Linked DNA regions of Mus musculus: region 1 is linked to region 2. A link is a contact called in public promoter capture Hi-C data. All regions are on one chromosome and are shown on one strand. Each heading gives the region's core, a stretch centred on a gene start, on an enhancer-like site or on the middle of the called end of the contact. The rest is flanking DNA. Distances are from core to core; before and after follow the strand shown. Region 1 holds the start of Cpq (carboxypeptidase Q). Region 2 overlaps Sdc2 (syndecan 2).

Region 1 (3,958 bases), core at 391-2,890, 120 kb before region 2:
CCATGAATATCAACTTGTACATTTCATAGTTGAATGACACATGAACCCACAACTGGCTATTTGGGAAAACAACCTGAGAAAGTCAGTCTTTTTCACTAAACAAAACATTTACTCTACCAGATAGACTTGAAATAGGTAGGTAAAAATATGCACCGGCACATGTCTGTGACCCCAGCACTAGCAGGGTGGAGACAAGAGGATTCCTGGAGCTCACTGGCCAACTGATCTAGCAGATTCACTGGACCCCCAGGTCCACTGAGATGTGCTGTCTCCAAAATTTAAAGAATAAAACCTTTGAGGAAGATACCTGTGTTAACCACAGGTCCATACACACATGTACATACACACACACATAATGAAGTTAAAATCTAAAGAGATCAAGTGACAATTCAAAGTCATTGATTTTGGTTTTATGGGGGGGGGGGGTTGTGGAACTTGGGGTCTAGGAAGCAAAACTACAGCAGTGATCAACTGTATTAAAGCACTCTTTATGTGTCATGCACACAAATTACTTTCCTCACTGTGACATATTTTGTTTTCTTCATTCACCTGCAACTAAACCAACCCTTGTCTAAGGAAAATAGACATTGTCCAGTCTTAGATTCATGAGAAGTGTCTGGATTTAAATACAAGTCAGCGACATGGTTCTGCTTTGAGATGTACCTTTGTACCTTGTAAATACATTATATATTTTGGTAACAACGCTGGCTCAAACCAAAAGTGGGGAGAATAAAGCACAAGCAAGCAAGAGTTCAGGTTATTTTGTTTTAGGCAAAATATATTTAATCCAACCAATGGAGATAATAAGGTGCAGGAGTCTAGTAACTAACAACTACAAAGAATCAAACTCCTCTTGATTAACCACAGAGATTGCAAAACACTTAACTCTGAGAAAACAGAGGCGAAAGCCTGTGTGTCTGATGTCTCCATTTCATATTCACTGTGCCATTCATATATTTTGCTCATTCTGCTGCATTTCCTACGCATTTGTCCACTTCATTCATTCAGTTCTACTTCACAGTCAATTATTGGATATTGAGTACGACTATGTATGACAAGTCAGACGCTGACAACTCGAAAATGGGGCCTTTCATATCAGAAATGAAAGAACAGAACTAGGTAGAAAGTGAAAGAAACCACCAAAGCTCTCCCACCCCGTCCTGGTAAAGCCTCTTGCAAGTCAGTTGACTAGGGAAAATTCCAGATAGGGCCTTGAAGGAAGCTCCTAGGCAGTCCAGGGACGGTGCAAGAGACCTTGAAGAAGAGACAGGCACCAGCAATTTTGGTCTCTGCCTCTGGGTTTCAGTGTAACTGCAGGCAGTCTCGTCCTATGCAAGGGCACTCCAGCCCGATCAGGAAGCTCTCTGGCAGCCAGGCCGGCTGACCTCAGCCCACCCTCCCGCCTCTGGGGAGCAGCTGGTCACCCACAGCCTGGGGGGCACTCACCTGATCACGAGGCTCTGCGGAGCAGCAGCGGCCACAACACCCGGTGAGGCCTGCAGACCACAGGCACGTTCGGGGGCGGGACCAGGAAGGTCCTCAGAGCGCACTGGAGCCACAGGGCGGGCCTCCAGAGGCCTCAGGAACAGCCCGGAGCCCCAGTAGTCTGCAGGCCTGGCTTCTTTGTGTGCCAGGACAGCTGTGGAGCCCTCCCTGGCCGGTGGGCGGAGACAAAGGTGCAACCGTCAGCCAGGCCCGAGGCCTGGGCTTTAACTGAGACTGTGGCTGGCTGGACCCGACCCTGAAAGGTCTCCTTGAGCCTGACTTAAGGCAAGTAGGGTCCCCAAGGCCTGGCTTCAAGAGACTTTGTTGGAACCGTCAAACTCCTTCCCAACAAAAGCAACTCAACAGTTATTTTGTTCATGTTATCAATCACCCAGTAGCTAGGGAGGATGGATATGCGGGAAGATGGCCCAGGACTTTGAGGCTTAGCAAGGGCTACAGAATAAATGAGACCCTGTCTCAAAAACAAAATGAAGCACCAGGTTATTTTCTCCCTTCCTTAATAGTTGAAAGACTGTAAGAAAGGAGGTGATCATGAAGGCAGGGGTCATGATCTAAAACTAGGAGATCAGAAAGTCATTTTCAGTCTAGGCATTGTATCAGGGAAAGAGCAATGCTATACTACTCTTGTAGTACATGTGCGCATATTTTTGGCCCATTTATCTATCTGTCTATCTATCTATCTATCTATCTATCTATTCATTCATTCACTTTACATCCTGATCACAGTAGCCCCTCTGCTTTCAGCTCCCCCTTCCCACAGCCCCTGTTTTATCCTCTGCCCCCTTCTCCTCTGAGAAAAGGAAGGACCCCCTTGTGAACCAGTATACCCTGACACATCAAGTCACTGCATGACTTCAGTAGTTTGGGGACCTGCATAAAGTCCAAACTGCAACATGTGCACATGTTTTTAATGTTTTATGTTTTGATAAGTCCAAATTTCTTTACTTAGCCAGACTCTTATCAAAGTTATCTTTGTAAAATACTTTCCAGTTCCTGTCTCTCCTCTTAAAACACACACACACACACAGACATACACACACACAAAACCAAGGAAAAACTTAGGCATGCTGATCCATGTATGTGTTATCTCAAAACACAGAAAATAGAGGCAGGGATATTTTGAGTTTCAGGCTAACCTGGGCTACATAGGTAGATGCTAAGAAAAAGAAAACTCACATACTTAAAAAACAGGAAAGAAAAAATTAAGCATATACAAAGAAAATCATTTTGAGTCCTTTCACCTATGTACAATATAACAATCCCTCTAAACTTTGACTAGTCGCGTTGCCTTTCACAAAATATCACTTCTGTGAGGTATTCAAGGGTCTTTTCAACATGGTCCTAGCTGGCCTTTCCACAAATGGTCCCTGGGGAGTCATATCTAGTCCCAATGATTTACATTTCTCTGAAACTATCTTTGATGAAGAATAGGTTGGATTATTTCCAATCTCCTACAACAGGCTAATTTTGTAAAATGAAATTAATAATCTAGCAAAGGTAACTGAAAAGCTATAAAATGACAGACTCTAGTTTTGTGGAAAAACAAACCTACAGGTTTGCAACAAGTGAAATATCACCTTTTTGACGCTTCTAGCTGCTTACACTCGACTTCTGTGTTTAGCTCATCGTGCACCTGTAAAGACGGCCCATAGACTGTCTCTCTAAGTATAGCTTAGATGGCAGTGCCGTGCTCATGCCGTGCCCAATGCTTCCCAGCCTTTTCTTATGCTGTAAAAGTTCTCTGTCATTGACTCACAATGTAATAATGACAAGACTTGAACTTTAATTGAATGCTTTTTACTAACACTTTATGCGGATTATCTGTGGGTGTTTCTCAGCCCTATGAGCTAGGTATTATGACTATTATTTCTACTTCACGGATGAGTAATTTGAAAGCTAGAGAGGTCATGACACACCCTGTGAGGTCAGGTTGACGTTGTAAATTAAAATAGCTTGATTCCAGAGCCCATCTATGCTTACATTGTCCTGGACCATTTTCCCCTCCCTTTAGATGGTTGATTTTAATTACTCTATTCATGTCCATCTACTATATATCTTTCCCCATTGGTGTTCATTCTATTCTTGTTTCTTTTAGAACTGTTACATTTCTGATACAATGGCATTGGTAGATCTCCATAGCTCTTAGCACTGCTCTCTCTGACTCAGATACTCTAGTAACTCAGAACTTGGCTCATGCAAGCTGCTGGAAGGGAAGCTCCTTCTCTGTGCTTTCATTCTTTTCTGGGGTTTACCTCACTGGAATTATATGCTTACATCTACATCCGCTACTAAGCCATGTGCCATGTGATGCACTCATTTTTCTTACAACTATAGTGTGGATCTGCACAGTCACTGCCAAAATCTTTTGTCTTGCATGCTTGGTCCACAACTAGTGGTTCTGGTTGGGGAAGTTTTGGAAATTTCAGCAGTTAGAAAAGCTAAATCACTCTGA
Region 2 (4,169 bases), core at 1,586-4,085:
AAGAGTCTTTAATTTTCCCTCTGAAATTTCACACACCAGAGCTCCAACTTCTGCAGTGTTCTCAACATTATCTTCCAAGCTCCTACACAACATCCGACAGAGGTCTTAACAATGGATGGATCTTCAAGCCCAAAGTTCCAAAGTCCTTCCACAGTCCTCCCCAAAACATGGTCAGGTTGTCACAGGAATACCCCACTCCACTGGTACCAATGTGTCTTAGTCAGGGTTTCTATTCCTGCACAAACATCATGACCAAGAAACAAGTTGGGGAGGAAAGGGTTTATTCGGCTTACACTTCCATACTGCTGTTCATCACCAAGGAAGCCAGGACTGGAACTCAAGCAGGTCAGGAAGCAGGAGCTGATGCAGAGGCCATGGAGGGATGTTCTTTACTGGCTTGCCTCACCTGGCTTGCTCAGCCTGCTTTCTTATAGAACCAAGACTACCAGCCCTGAGATGGTCCCACCCACAAGGGGCCTTTCCCCCTTGATCACTAATTGAGAAAATGCCTTACAGTTGGATCTCATGGAGGCATTTCCTCAACTGAAGCTCCTTTCTCTGTGATAACTCCAGCTGTGTCAAGTTGACACAAAACTAGCCAGTACAGCTAGACTCAGACTTTGTAGTCTCAGTCTCAGACTTAGGCTCAGCTGCAGCCACCTAATGGACCTCTACACCTTGTACTAAAAGGCAAAACCACAGTGATGACATGAAATATAGGTTAAAATGAGTTTTGAAAAATGGGTCAAATACATACTCAAGGCTGAGCACAGAAAAACAACTCCTCTGACAATATGAATCACACCATAATCTACAGCAGAAAGTATTTGTAATTCTGAGAACTGTCTTTTTCCTTGACAGTCCTTGTTTGGGAGGATATCTGTCATGCAGCAGACATTACAACATCATGACTAATTTTATAATTGGAAAGTATAATCCACAACAGAAAAAGGACATTAAGGGTCTAAAAAAATAGAATTTAGATCTCACCAGGAACAATATTAAAACAGGAGGCCACAAGACAGAATTGGTTCCCCTAGAAATAGAGTTACAGGTAGTTGTGAAGTTCCCAACATAGGTACCAAGAACTGAACTCAGGTCCTCTGGAAGAGCAGCAAGTGTTCCACTGAACTGTCTATCAATCCTCTCCCATTTGTAATTCTTATGGAGAACTCATTGAACACTATCCATGTTGGCCTAAGACACAAGCCACATAACAATTTCCACCAATAGCCCAATGCAGAGCATTGGTGGGGACGGGGATCTACAAGTTTATGGGAGAGCTTGAGTCATAACAAGGCCTTCTAGATCCACATTCACAGAGATTCACACTGTAGTGGAACTGTTAAAGTCTTTTCTTGTGTGAAATAATGAATCGGATTTTCACATGTATGACTGAAGCCTGAGACACAAGCAGACTTTCCACAGGTGGCAAGCACCATCACTGAAACATTGTCAGCTCAAAGCTTCAAGCTATAGTAACAAATTGAAACTGGTCAGCATCTCCTCTCAACTCAGATATGAGACTATTCACTCTGACACAAAGGTTTTGCAAATCAATAGACCATTTAGAAGTGGCCTGTTTTCATTCTAACACAGTTGCTTTTTAAAAACTGTCACACCTAATATAGCAGGCTCCAGGGTCTGTGGAAGTGCCAGTTCAGAAAAGCTTTGCTTATTGTGATGGTTACCATTGGCAGAGGAAGTTCACAGCAGGATGCTCACCAGGTCCATAAATCAATATATAGAAATCCAAACCAAAGGCTTGTTTAGCTCCTCTTACTAAAAGCATTTTTAATTCCACAAAGGAATCAGAAGCCAGAGACTGTAACCTGGTTAGAGAGCTAACTGCTCTGATGAATCTTTATTGAAACACTTGAAGAACTCATTCACACAAGATCCTGTTTCATATACCAGCTTTTATCTTTCAGCTGCAAAGCTGATATAATTCAGCTCCTCACTGTTAAAATTGCTATCCCTTTGTACTTCAGCCTAAACCAATGGCACAGCTCCTTACGGAACAGAAAAATTTATTATACACACTACACAACACCGCCCTTTTTGTTCCTTCTATCCCAGTTAATGATTGCGGCAACCCATACAGAGAAGCAAATGGAATGTCTTCTGCAAGACAGCCAGCCTTGCCTTCCCCAGACACATCTCATGACTCCTTTGTCTGCTTTGACAAATCTTAGTAAGGGCATGTTTGTGGATGTAGTCAAGGCTATGGCCCATCTTCTCCACAAAGCAAACATCTGTACCATTCTACTATTTCAGGGAATTGGTTCAGTGGCCTTCAGTACATTTAGGGTTCATGGTCCCAACTAAAATATCCCTCCAAGTTCAATCTCTAGTCCTGGATTATATGGAGTATCTATGAGGCTCTATTACCAGACCTGCAGAGGAACGGATTTAAAAGCTTGCCTTTTGAAAACATCTCAATGAATGACAAATGAAAAACAAAACAAAACAAAACACCAACACCAAACAAACAAACAAACAAAAAACACTTTGGAATTTCTCAACAGTTCTCATCTGCCCATACCATCAGCCCTAGAAAAGTTCTACCTTGAATTTCTGCTTGCTGTTACTCTCTTACATGAACAGCCTCTGAGGGTTCCTTAGCATCCCTGATGGGGTCTCCAGGGTACAGCACTAAACTGCACTTATCTGAATACTACACTGCAAGCTGTAGGCACTGCCATCTGAGGCATGGTTTCATAAAGCGTGGTTCCAACATTCCAAGCTCACTTAGGTGCCTGGTGGCAATGCAGATCGCAGGAGATACACTAATCCCAGAACAGAACAGAGTTTGTCCACACTGAACAGAGTTTCAGGGTAGAAAAAAGCAGGACTATGGATGATTACATAGTTCACTGGATTCTAGGGCATCTGCAGCTCTACAGAGATCAATATTCCACTGAAACATGGTTATGCTTCTGTTACCACAGTCTTTTCAAGTGCCATGGATTCATCCTTGCCTTGGACTTGGTCCTGACTCCCACTGCTGTAAGAGAATCATCTCCCCTCTCTTTGTCTATATCTTACACTTTTCAAATGACCTACATCAAACTCCTTTATTCCTGGATACAGTTTCTAGTCTTGTTTCTCTCTCATTTAAGTTTTGTCTGAATTCTGACATCAGAATGACTTCAGTAGGGAGGGGAAAAGGGAGAAATTGTCAAAATTATCAGTCATGGAATAGGCTAAGAGCTGTAAAATTCAGAGAACTGGCAGTGATTTTGTGTGTGTGAAAAATCAGAATTCAAGAAACAATATACGTAAACAGAACTCTCACAAGACACCAATGACTTGACTATCAAACATTTATTTAAAACAATAACAAAAAACAAAACAAAACAAAACAAAACAAACAACAACAACAACAAAAAAACTAAAATATTCCCAGAACTGTTTCCTAGGCAGAGAAGAGTTGAAATAGTAAAACCTATCTCTTAGCTAATGCAGGAGTCAAAGCAGCCAAGCTAGCCAACTTAGCCCATCAGGATATACTGGTAACAGTCGACAGCTCAGTGAACTTAAAGAAGGCATGCACCTCTGCCCCTCCCCAGATCACTTATGTGACATCATGAAGTGATAGGCCCATAAAATGCAGGGCAGCCTTCAAATAATGCATAATAACAAACTGTAAAAAATATACAATTATGTTCCTTAATTATCTATAAACCAGATGATAATTATACTAAATGAGGTTGTCTATAACATTCATGTGCTTTAAAAATCTACAATTGCTTCATCTATTGTAAGTGGGTATAATTATCTCTAAGCCCATTCATATACTAAGTAAATTTTTTAAAAAGCTACAGAATTTCCTAGGGCTGCTGCTGCTCTGAGCAAAGTACAGCAGGCATATCACGATGAATGAGGAAGCTCTGGCCCTTGGGAAGTTCACACAGCCATGTAGGAGAAATATAAGAAAGACAAATGAGGAATATGGTCACCGTTCTCACTATTATTCTGTGTAGAAAAAAAATGTTCTGCACTGAAGAAGAGAAGAAATTATTTAATAAATAGATTTAGTTAAGCCATGGATTCACCTTGAAATCCCAAGCAGGACCTGTACACCCTTGAGTTCTCAGTGGAGGTCACCTGTCCCACTTCTGATCTCTCTAGAATACTAAGACAGATATGCAGAGAAATAATGTGAC

The links. Promoter capture Hi-C pulls out the DNA fragments that hold promoters and counts their contacts.
Region 1: a contact with region 2 is called in a promoter capture Hi-C map of liver, with 2.9 times the contacts expected there. The contact joins the promoter of Cpq here to the enhancer-like site in region 2. A contact is called at or near these places in 6 of 39 promoter capture datasets (cranial neural crest, embryonic stem cells, liver and 2 more), 2 of 484 Hi-C or Micro-C datasets (both in liver) and 1 of 9 other capture datasets (adipose tissue).

What each region holds. Positions count from the first base shown.
Region 1 is chr15:33,080,811-33,084,768 of GRCm38.p6, reverse strand. Cpq (carboxypeptidase Q) reads right to left here and starts at 1,640. Exons shown (of 8, transcript NM_176073.4): 1 at 1,447-1,640.
Region 2 is chr15:32,965,682-32,969,850 of GRCm38.p6, reverse strand. All of the region lies in intron 1 of Sdc2 (syndecan 2), which reads right to left. Among named protein-coding and RNA genes, the nearest start is that of Sdc2, 47 kb to the right of the region's middle. Within about 2 kb of position 2,835, at least 6 of the 459 cell types and tissues checked have an H3K27ac peak or open chromatin away from gene starts, as enhancers often do. A contact at or near this core is called in liver, where this site is marked.